2 separate regions of the Hordeum vulgare genome follow, and region 1 is linked to region 2. The links are chromatin contacts, called in public Hi-C maps. All regions are on one chromosome and are shown on one strand. The core of a region is the stretch at or near the end of the contact, and the rest is flanking DNA. Distances in the headings are between cores, read along the strand shown.

Evidence for each region. Hi-C and Micro-C count contacts between places; a contact is called where the count stands out from the background.
Region 1: a contact with region 2 is called in a Hi-C map of seedling, with 3 times the contacts expected there. The contact joins the promoter of LOC123398391 here to the promoter of LOC123395025 in region 2. A contact is called at or near these places in 2 of 6 Hi-C or Micro-C datasets (leaf and seedling) and 1 of 1 datasets of contacts at active chromatin or transcription factors (embryo).

What each region holds. Positions count from the first base shown.
Region 1 is chr5H:404,148,060-404,153,568 of MorexV3_pseudomolecules_assembly, reverse strand. LOC123398391 reads left to right here and starts at 3,334. Exons shown (of 1, transcript XM_045092868.1): 1 at 3,334-3,943. The coding sequence starts at 3,457. The coding sequence ends at 3,804.
Region 2 is chr5H:403,809,780-403,815,078 of MorexV3_pseudomolecules_assembly, reverse strand. LOC123395025 (THO complex subunit 6) reads left to right here and starts at 2,464. Exons shown (of 12, transcript XM_045089937.1): 1 at 2,464-2,775; 2 at 2,859-2,965; 3 at 3,082-3,158; 4 at 3,969-4,014; 5 at 4,100-4,160; 6 at 4,284-4,337; 7 at 4,514-4,594; 8 at 4,689-4,728; 9 at 5,017-5,123; 10 at 5,229-5,299. The coding sequence starts at 2,506.

The sequences.
Region 1 (5,509 bases), core at 2,085-4,584, 340 kb before region 2:
GTCCGACGAAGCGGTAGTAAAAAATTACTACCGCCCGCAGCGTGGTACTACCGCCCAGAGAGCGGTAGTAAAAAAAACTACTACCACCCAGAGAGCGGTACTACCGTTGTGCCTGCGGTACTACCGCTGGCACCAGCGGTACTACCGCTGGCACCAGCGGTACTACCGCTGGCCCTTTTGCACATACACGGGGAAACATGTTGGAGCTCCATTTAAACAAGGGAAAGGTGGTGCAATGGAAATGTGTACGTGTTGATTTCACCCAAACCTTTCCGAAGCGGACCCCCTCTTAATAGTGCGACTTTCCTATGACTCAAATCCATCAAAGAGAAACGTAGAAAGCAACCGTCTTTGAAAGACTCCGAGGGGCACCGAATCGTCTTGTGCCTAGTCATAAATTATCTGAAATGCTCAATGCACACGATTAGTCCGCACGAGGGGTCGCTTAGGGAGTACATGGACTTGTGAGTGTTGGCGGCGGAAACTCATTTGGACAACGGTTTGGACTTTGAAGGATGACATTGTGTGGTCATGGGAAATGAAAGGGTATCTTTTATTTTCAAAAAAAGTTAACTTTTCTTGGAAAGAAAAATAATGTAAAATTGGGCTTTGGGCTTTGCAAAAATACATATCAGTACTTGTAAAAAGAATACACATGTCAGTAAGTAACTGCGGCAGGAAATGAATCTCTTCTTTTTTCAGAAAAATATAACTATTTTTGGAAAGAAAAACTATTTCACCGACCACTGTAGTAAAAAATTACTACCGTGCTCACCACTGCTGAGGTAGAACGATGCGCAAAAAGTCCGACGAAGCGGTAGTAAAAAATTACTACCGCCCGCAGCGTGGTACTACCGCCCAGAGAGCGGTAGTAAAAAAAACTACTACCACCCAGAGAGCGGTACTACCGTTGTGCCTGCGGTACTACCGCTGGCACCAGCGGTACTACCGCTGGCACCAGCGGTACTACCGCTGGCCCTTTTGCACATACACGGGGAAACATGTTGGAGCTCCATTTAAACAAGGGAAAGGTGGTGCAATGGAAATGTGTACGTGTTGATTTCACCCAAACCTTTCCGAAGCGGACCCCCTCTTAATAGTGCGACTTTCCTATGACTCAAATCCATCAAAGAGAAACGTAGAAAGCAACCGTCTTTGAAAGACTCCGAGGGGCACCGAATCGTCTTGTGCCTAGTCATAAATTATCTGAAATGCTCAATGCGCACGATTAGTCCGCACATGCATTGTCATCAATCACCAAAACCACTTAGAGAGAAATATGCCCTAACAATTGCTCGCATGATCTTTCTGATGCCATCTGTCACATGTATGTGTTCGTCGCATGATTTCTTTTGTGTGTGTAGATCGAATCTGGCATACAATAGACGTTGATCTACTTGTACGCGTCGCCACAGGCGCACGGAGGAGTCACTGCTTGCATGCACAGATGGAGGCGGCCCAACCGCCGTTCGCATGTGCATGTAAGTCTTTGCCCGAAAGGTTGATATCGAGGGGCTGAGTGGTGTGAGCATGATGAATACCTCAGATAGATGCCGCTGCTTCGATGCATGGCGCGACATATGTCCTCACCAATGATATTGGCACTGTCAAATTGGATATAATCCCTCAGTCAGTTTTATTTGGCTAATTTGAACAAATCAATCTAATAAGACTCAACCTATTGGAAATTTGAACTTTGATGAACTATTAATGAAGGTGAAACGGATTTTTTTTTCTTTGATTAATTGGATGACACGCTCTTGGGAGGAGAAGTTTAATCTCAGAGTGGTGAAAAAAACCTAGAATCGGCGTCGTTGGTCGAACCGCTCTAATATCAAATTGAATTTATGCTTGAACCGGTTGCTTGTTGCCGACGCCCGACCCATCCCAAAGTCGTCAACGTCGTTCCTCTATAAGACCAAGCCAAAGAGCATGACACGATGCACGTGGAGACATTCTTCACCTTTTTTCAATCGAAGAACGTACATTGTGTTGAAATATATGACACGTACTTTCAAGGTAGTCTTAAAGCATGCTTATTTTTATCCCATGTTGCAACGCATGGGCATGTTTGCTAGTATATCTAGAACAAGTATTTCGTTACTAATAATTAAACTATGGAATCTACATGGATATGCCTCTTAATTTGCTTCCCGTTTTCTCTTAATAAATTCCCGGGAAGTCAAACAATGCTTATATTCAATATAGAAAGGAGGTAGGAAATGGCGGGAGTATAGCCCCATCCACTTCTTGAGAAAAGGGGCGTTACGATTTCCTCGTAAGGCTTTGTCGTCGTCGGTTTCCCTCCCTTTCAGGTTCCTTATAGTCTCTTCTGGACTAAGATTTAGTTAGGGTTAGGTATTTGGATGGTGGTGGTGAGGCGATGGCACCATCCACTATGGGGATAAGACCTCCCCCATCTTGTCCTCATCCCAGGGATGTTGTTTGGCGTCAACGAATGGTGTGTTTTGTCTAGGTAAGCGAAACAGATGATGTCATGACGTGTTTTTTCTTAGCTTTATTCTCTTTCCGATGAAGCTCACCCAGATGGGGATCCACGGGGAAACTTGCAAGGTTTGTGTCATCATCCTTTGTTTGGAAGGGGTTGGGATTATCTTTTGGCCCTTCTTGGTGTGAGCATCTATCGGATGGCTTTCTATCGAGATCATGATTATTGTCATCATGAGAACCTTTCGGACTGTCCATTAGGCATTGGACAATGGCGCATGTGCTAGGGAGGTAGGCTCAAACCCGGTCGAGGGGTCGCTTAGGGAGTACATCGACTTGTGAGTGTTGGTGACGGAGACTCATTTGGACAATGGTTTGTACTTTGGAGGATGACATTGTGTGGTCATGGGAAATAAAAGGGTATCTTTTCTTTTCAAAAAAAGGTAACTTTTCTTGGAAAGAAAAATAATGTAAAATTGGACTTTGGGCTTTGCAAATATACATATCAGTACTTGTAAAAAGAATACACATGTCAGTAACTGCGGCAGGAAATGAATCTCTTCTTTTTTCAGAAAAATATAACTATTTTTGGAAAGAAAAATAGTATAATGTAAAATTTCTCCTTTTTTTAGAAAGAACGCAACTTTTTCTTCAAGCAACGGGAAACCCAAAATCGCCCGCCAAAAACGGCATGCGCGCGAAACAGACGGGTTTTCCAAAAGAAAAGAAATCGACTCAGAAGTGGCGCTTTCCCGATCACGCCACGAAACGGAACCACCTTTACAACACCTTGATCTGAACATGCCACGTCCCGCCGTCCGAGTCGGACGTGATCCCCGTGAGCTGTGTGCCCGGCGGGTGCATCCATATATACGCGCGCGCGCCTCCCCTCGTGGCACCCAGCGAGAAAACACAACCATCGTCCTCGCTCGCAGCTTTGGAAGCCCCGCGCACGCAGAGCTCCAGCAAACGATCTCGGCGAGAGAGAGACAGACAGGGATCGTGTCGATGGCGGGGGAGGACCAGACGGTGCTGGTGCGGTGCGCGGACCTGGCCAAGTTCGCGGTGCCGGCGTCGGTGGCGCAGCGGGCGGGGAGCGTCGCGGCGGCGCTGGAGACCGGGCAGCGCGTCGTGGAGCTGCCGCGGGGGGTCAACGGCAAGGGCCTCGCCACGGCGGTCGCGTACTACCAGGCCCGAGCGGAGGCGGAGGCGGGCGGCGCGGACGCGGGCCAGTTTGACGGCGAGTTCGTGCGCGGGCTGACGCACGACGCCGCCATCGACCTCATCTACGCCGCGCACCACCTGGGCGACCAGGCGCTCTTCAACCTCTTTGCTGGCTACAGGGTTAATTATTAGTTGTTGGTTCTAGGCGTAGTAAAGGTTTCTATTAGTTGATTGGTTTGTGTTGATCGAGTGAGATTTCCCCTTTTTCTTACCAATGTATCGATGCTACCTTGTGATTATATATGATCCGTAAATTGCCTTAATTTCCTCTTGTGATGAACCAGTTTACATTGTCTTGATTTCAATCCACGTCCTCTACACTCCGTCACAACGGAAAAAGGATTAAAAAGAAGCGCGGTCGAGCAGCAAAAGCAATGTCGAACCATAGCTGAACTAAATGGAGACGAAACCAATGTCGTCGGAAAAAAAAACTAATAACAAGCACTAGCAACGACGGCAACAACGAAGCGCAGAGGGGACAAAAATAGAAGCGAGGCGCGCCATGCACAAGAGGCCCAAACCAACAAGAAAAGCATTGCTTTGAACAAGGAAAGAACAAAGACAGATCCGCAGTGCAACTGGCCAAGAACTGCGGATACGTAAAGGGCGTGAGTGTGATCGCACCGGCCTACATAAGATCCTGTTTGGAACCACTTAGATTATATAATTCAGTTTTTATAATCTATTATGTGTTTAAATAAAATAGATTATGCTGTAGATTACAAAAACTAGATGGACAGATTATTAAAAACTCACAATCTATTCTAGCTCACCTAAAATTAGATTATGGATTATTAATGACCCATTACCCTTGTAAAGTTGGAGATAATTACATTCCTGTCACCAGGGGCGGACCCACCTTAATTCTGAATACCCATTATTTTTGTAAAAAAACTAGGTATTTTCAAGTGTGTATACTGAGTATGTATAAGGAAATATGAAACTGTACGCTTAAACCTGCTAGTTAGGTATTTCAGCCCAAAGCATCACGACTCAACGATTTGGCCCATTGGCCCAAGTGGGTGTAGCGCATGGATGCATGCAGACCATGGACCTCTCGATCATCGCCCCCAATAAATCTATCGATCAGGTCAGACAGAAACGAACCAACCCCTTCCTTCCCATGTTCTCTCCAACGCGAGCGGCAACCCGCCAGGCGGCCAGGGCCGTTTCCATCGCCTGCTGAGCAATCGGACGTGCGCACGGCCTCGCGGACGGCGCGATGAATCCACCCCCCCCCCCCCCCCCCGGTTGACCTTGGTTCTGATCCGTACAGTCAACGGCTAGTAGGCAGTGGTTCAGTTTCGAAGATTCAACCCCCACAGATTCTGGTATAATTGCTAATTAGATGTATTAGTGATGTATTAATATTTCACTTTTGAAATTAGGAACTCTCTACTCATGCCAATTCTTATTTCTTAGTACAGATGAATTCATATATCGCTGCAGGCAGGAGCACGGTTTTCTTCTCGTACTGTTGAGAAAATAGTAAGTTAGTTTGAACACTTGTCTCTCTATTTAATTATAGTGAAATAAAAGTTGTTTGCGATCGATTATAAATTATTGAGACATGACAACTTCCAATTTTTCATTCAAATTTGTCATGTGAGAATGTCTCTAAATTTTAAATTTTCTAAAGTGAGTTTTCTTTTATCTTCTCCCTTCGTCCTCATGAATAAGTCATCTTACGAAAATTAATAATCCCAAAACGCTTAGGCATGATTCATTAACTCCCACCTTGTTTCTTGTTTTTTTGACATGAATAAAAAAAACAACCAATAAGAGATGTGAGACGTGTATATTTTTAATAATTTGAGACTACCTAGCACAATATGCA
Region 2 (5,299 bases), core at 1,215-3,714:
GTCCATCGACATGTTACTTTCCCGAGATTCGATCATTGGTATCTCCATACCTAGTTCAATCTCGTTATTGGCATGTCTCTTTACTCGTTCCGTAATACAAGATCTCGTGACTAACTCCTTAGTCACATTGCTTGCAAGCTTATCGTGTTGTTGTATTACCGAGTGGGCCCTGAGATACCTCTCTGTCATACAGAGTGACAAATCTCAGTCTTGATCCATGCCAACTCAACAGTCACCCTGGGAGATAGATGTAGAGCATATTTGTAATCACCCAGTTACGTTGTGTCGTTTGGTACACACAAGGCATTCTTTCGGTGGCAGTGAGTTGCATGATCTCATGGTCATAGGAACAAATACATGGACATGGAGAAAGCAATAACATTAAGCTTGATATGATCATGCGCTATGCTTACGGTTTGGGTCTTGTCCATCACATCATTCTCCTAATGATGTGATTTTGTTATCAAATGACACCTCATGTCTACGGCTAGTAAACCTTAGCCATCTTCGATCAACGAGCTAGTCAACTATTGGCTTACTAGGGAGACTTTGTTGTCTATATATCCACACATGTATTTAATTTTCCGATCAATACAATTATAGCATGGATAATAAAAAATTATCATGAACAAGAAAATATAATAATAACCACTTTATTATTGCCTCTAGGGCATATTTCCAAAAATTTATGCTTCACTAACGGTTAATGGGGATCAATTAGGTGTTTACTCCTCTAATGAGTTACAGGGGGTCGGTTAGGGTTGCACTTAGGAAGCAACAAGTCGTGTAAAAGTCTGCAAATTGAACGAAGCACACACATAGATCAATGTTTCTCTCTTCTTCTTTTTTGCACAAATCTCTTCTACGTAACACTCCCTCCATTTCGAAATAAGTGTGTCAAACTTAGTACAATTTTTCATTAAAGTTAGGATATAGTTGAGACACTTATTTTGAAACAGTGGGAGTATATAATAGTAGTGTTTTTATTATCTCTAGCTTGCCTATTTTTCTGAAGCCTAGTTAATTTTCCCTAACCGCGCATTCCCTTTTATTGGCCTCCTTTACAACTCTAGACATTGTTCAAGAACTTATGAGCGAAATCATACAAAATAGCCTTTTCTGTCAAATTGTTTGAGCGTGTTTGATTTGCCAGATTCTTACTGTGCAATCATAGAATAAAGACTAAATTGCATTGGCATGCTCCCGTGTATTCTATAGGGTTGATTATGCATGAATTTGCACCAAATAGTGATTGATCCAATAATAGAAAAAACATAGCTTCTCCAAGAGTTTGGAGCCAAAATAATTTACTATAAAATGTAGTGCAAATGGTTCCTTATTAAAAAAAAAATGTCCGCGAGCATACAATTTAAGCTGCCTACATGAGATAAATCTGTAAACGTCACAATCCTCCAAAACCCCTTCTCTTAAATTTTTGTGTGTGTCGTTGACCAGGTGAAACAAAAAAGAAAACTTATGTGTGAAACTACGAAAGATCTTCTAAAGATAAGCACTTCCATCAAACTGAGTGTATGTCATGGGGTACGGAGAATATCAATATACCCTATTTTTGCAATTGATCGGGATTCACTCTTTTATCCAACATTTCAAATTTTTTGTGCAAGACTTCACAATTAGATAATCCACATCATAATCCTAGAAAACCGTTGGTTTGATGAAAAGTATTTTCTTAGTAGGAGGTGATGACCCTGCCGATAAAAAAGACTTATATGGTGATTCTGTCATCTGATCTTAGCAAGCATCGATATGTCATTCTTGCAGTTTCTTAAAAAGAATCACATACGGTGTCATAATCCTAAAAAAATTCTCTGAATGCGATCAAATTTTGACCTAAAATATAGAAAAAGATAAACAACTTCAATAAAAAATAATAACTCTAAATACACTAAGATATATTTTTATATTATATATATTTGATATTGTAGTTGTGGATAATTTGTTCCTACAAACTTGGTCAAAAAAATTGCACCATTTGACTTGAGACAAAAAATATAAGTCCATTCCCAATTGATAATGAAACACCTAATTTACTCAAAACATTTTTAAAATATGGACATGGTAAATTTTTGTGTGGAGATTGTTTATGTTTGATCCACATGAAAACGAACAACGTCAAAATCTTCATAAGCACACACATAAATCAAAGACCGAAGATTCATTTCGTGTGCATAGTACTATGAAGAGATCATATATAAATAGACAAACATTCCTATTATTATTATTTTTTGAAATTGCAAACTCTTCTCGACGCTTTGCCTCCAAAATTAAGTGGATTCAAAAATATAAATATATATGAGGAGAATCTAAAAAAGTATAGCATCTAAAAAAAGCATACGAGGAAAGTATATATATAATACACGAGGCCCAGCCCAGCCCATCACATCTTAGTGAGGCCCAGCCACCGTTTTGCGGACCTGTGCGGCTGTACCTCACTGCCGGAAGCAGAAAGCAGCAGCGCAGCCAGCAGCAAAGAATCGCGAGGCGATGGCGGCGGCGACGGCGACGGCGACGGCGACGGTGCAGGCGCAGCCAGGACTCGACGCGCGCGAGTGGGACGAGGCAGCGTACCGGCGGGGCATCCTGCGGGAGCGCGACCTCTCCTGCCGCACCCTCTTCCGCGCCGTCTTCTACGACCAGCGCGACGAACCCGACCCGGACGTCCTCCTCGCCGCCGCCTCCAGCGACGGCTCCCTCGCGTCCTTCTCGCTGTCCTCCTGCATCTCCTCCTCCGCCTCCGCCCACGCCGCCCCTCAGGTTTTGCTTCCCCCCTTCTCCCCCACTCCCTACTCTATCTATTCCGCGTATACAAACACCCCGATTCCCTTGATTTGATTCAGCCGGCTGCCGCCGCGCTGGTCGACCCTGTCTGCATCGTCCAAGCGCACAGCGGCCCCGTCTATGACGCCAAGTTCTACAACGATCCAATTCAGCCGCTGCTCTTCAGGTCAATGCTGCTTCTTTCTGACCACTTAGGTTATTTTTGTGTTGGTGCCGTGGGATTGGCGGCCAGGAGTGTTCTCAAGAAGAAAAAATTACAACGTGGTCCATTGCTTGTGACAGCTGCGGGGATGACGGCCACATTCGGGGTTGGAGATGGCAGGAGATGCAGAGCTGCCTTGTGCCACTCTCTCTGCAAGGTAATGCACCAGAGCTCTCGTTCGTGGCTTGGTTTGCCAGATTAGTTGGAATTGGGCTTAACTAGCTGTTCTTACATAGATGTACTTTCAGTAAGAAGAGAAAGATACATTTTTTTTTTACTAGCAAAGATGTCAATCTTACACATTCAGCATCTTGTGCATATTTCCAGTCTCATCTTATATACTCCCTCCGTTCCTAAATGTAAGCCCTTTTAGAGATTTCAAATATGGACTACGTACGGAGCAAAATGAGTGAATCTACACTCTAAAATATGTCTTTATACATTCGTATGTAGTCCTTATTGAAATCTCTAGAAAGACTTATACTCCCTCCGTCCCAAAATTCTTGTCTTAGCTTTGTCTAGAAATGGATGTATCTAAATACTAAAACTTGACTAGATACATTCATATCTAAACAAATCTAAGACAAGAATTTTAGGACGGAGGGAGTATTTAGGAACGAAGGGAGTAGTTGCTTTGTAACAGTTGAATAAAGAAGTATAGCCTTACTATTTTAGAGCATGAATAAAATCTAAATCAACAATTGTAGAAGTGTTTGATAGTTGTGCTTGCTTCTATGAAACTGAAAATGCTTTTGAGATGCTTTATGCCAATATTATCCCTGTGGCCTGCATTGATGATAAAGTTGATAATTTGTCAACGAGTGGAGTCAAATATATTATTACGAGTGCAGAGTGGAACAAATCATCTGTCTAGCTAAATTACCTAAAAAATAATGGTTATTTAATAATAGCCAGAGCACTTATTTTTATCTTTCTCATGATATTTTACCATTGCATTTTTCCACAGGGGATCATGTTGAACCCATACTTGACTTGGTTAACCCTCAGCATGAGTAAGATTGACAGTTCTTTGTTCCTGAGGAATACACCAGTTCTCTCGCCCTCCATTTTTTCATATATGTTTCTGTCAATTTATAGAGGCCCTTGGGGTGCACGGTCTCCAATACCAGAAAATAATGCCATTGCAATTAGCAAACAGGTCAGTACTTCAGATTTGCATACCTCTTATGTGCAGTCTGTCCTCATTCTTCTCGTAGAATGCTTGATTTCTTATTTGTTTCTGATGGATATTGATTTTCTCGACTATGCTTCTTTCAAACAGGATGGATCTCTTTTTGCAGCAGCGGGTGATGCATGTGCTTATTGCTGGGATGTGGTATGTATTTTCTTGAGGTAAAAATATGATATATAGAAGTCCTGAATTAGTTGAAATGAAACGTGGTTCTGCGTAAGAATCATTTGAGTCACAAGCTTCTGTATCCATAGTATTAGTGTTATATGTGACTACTTGAGGTGTCTGACAATAATTTCGATCATGTCTGCTTGTCTCAGGAAAGTGGCAAGTGTAAAATGACCTTTAAGGGGCATACTGACTATTTGCACAGTGTCGCAGTTCGTGAGGCAAACCACCAGGTTAGCTCATTATTTTAGTACTGTAATATTATCTGATGGAGAACGTGCTAGATTTTGTCATAGAGATTACTGGATGGACTTGTGCCTTTTTTAGGTGGTAACAGGATCAGAGGATGGGACAGCCCGTATCTGGGGTGAGCAATCCTCTCAATTCGAGAAAGTTTTTGTGTTTGTTTTTTGTTTGAATATAGCTTATCTGTGCTCGTTCAGTTCCTAGTGGTATTGACAGCAATATCTGCCTTTCTAGTTCATTGGAAGAAAAAACACGCGGCATGCTATAGCAAACTCTGCTCCTATTATTTTTACTTCTCTGGTCATAAGACTATGATGCAACATGCTAACAAAATTCATCATACAAGTTTAACTTTGCCTGGCTTTTATTCTGTTTATCATCTTATTCATGCTCTCTGTGGACACTCCAGACTGCAGAAGTGGGAAGTGTACGCAGACGATACATCCAGTACAGAACAAGAAATTTGAGGGCTCGTGGGTTGGTTGCATTGCCATTGACGCTAGTGAAAGTTGGCTGGTATTTGGCACATCTAGCTCATACAGATACTAAGTATTTTGTTAGCTGTACCCAAGTTTTTCGATACTATGTATCTTACTTAGTTTTGAATTGTACTGTTCCCAGGCATGTGGTACTTCTAATGGTATATCGGTTTGGAGTCTTCTTTCAAATGAGTGCATCTTCAATGCAGATTG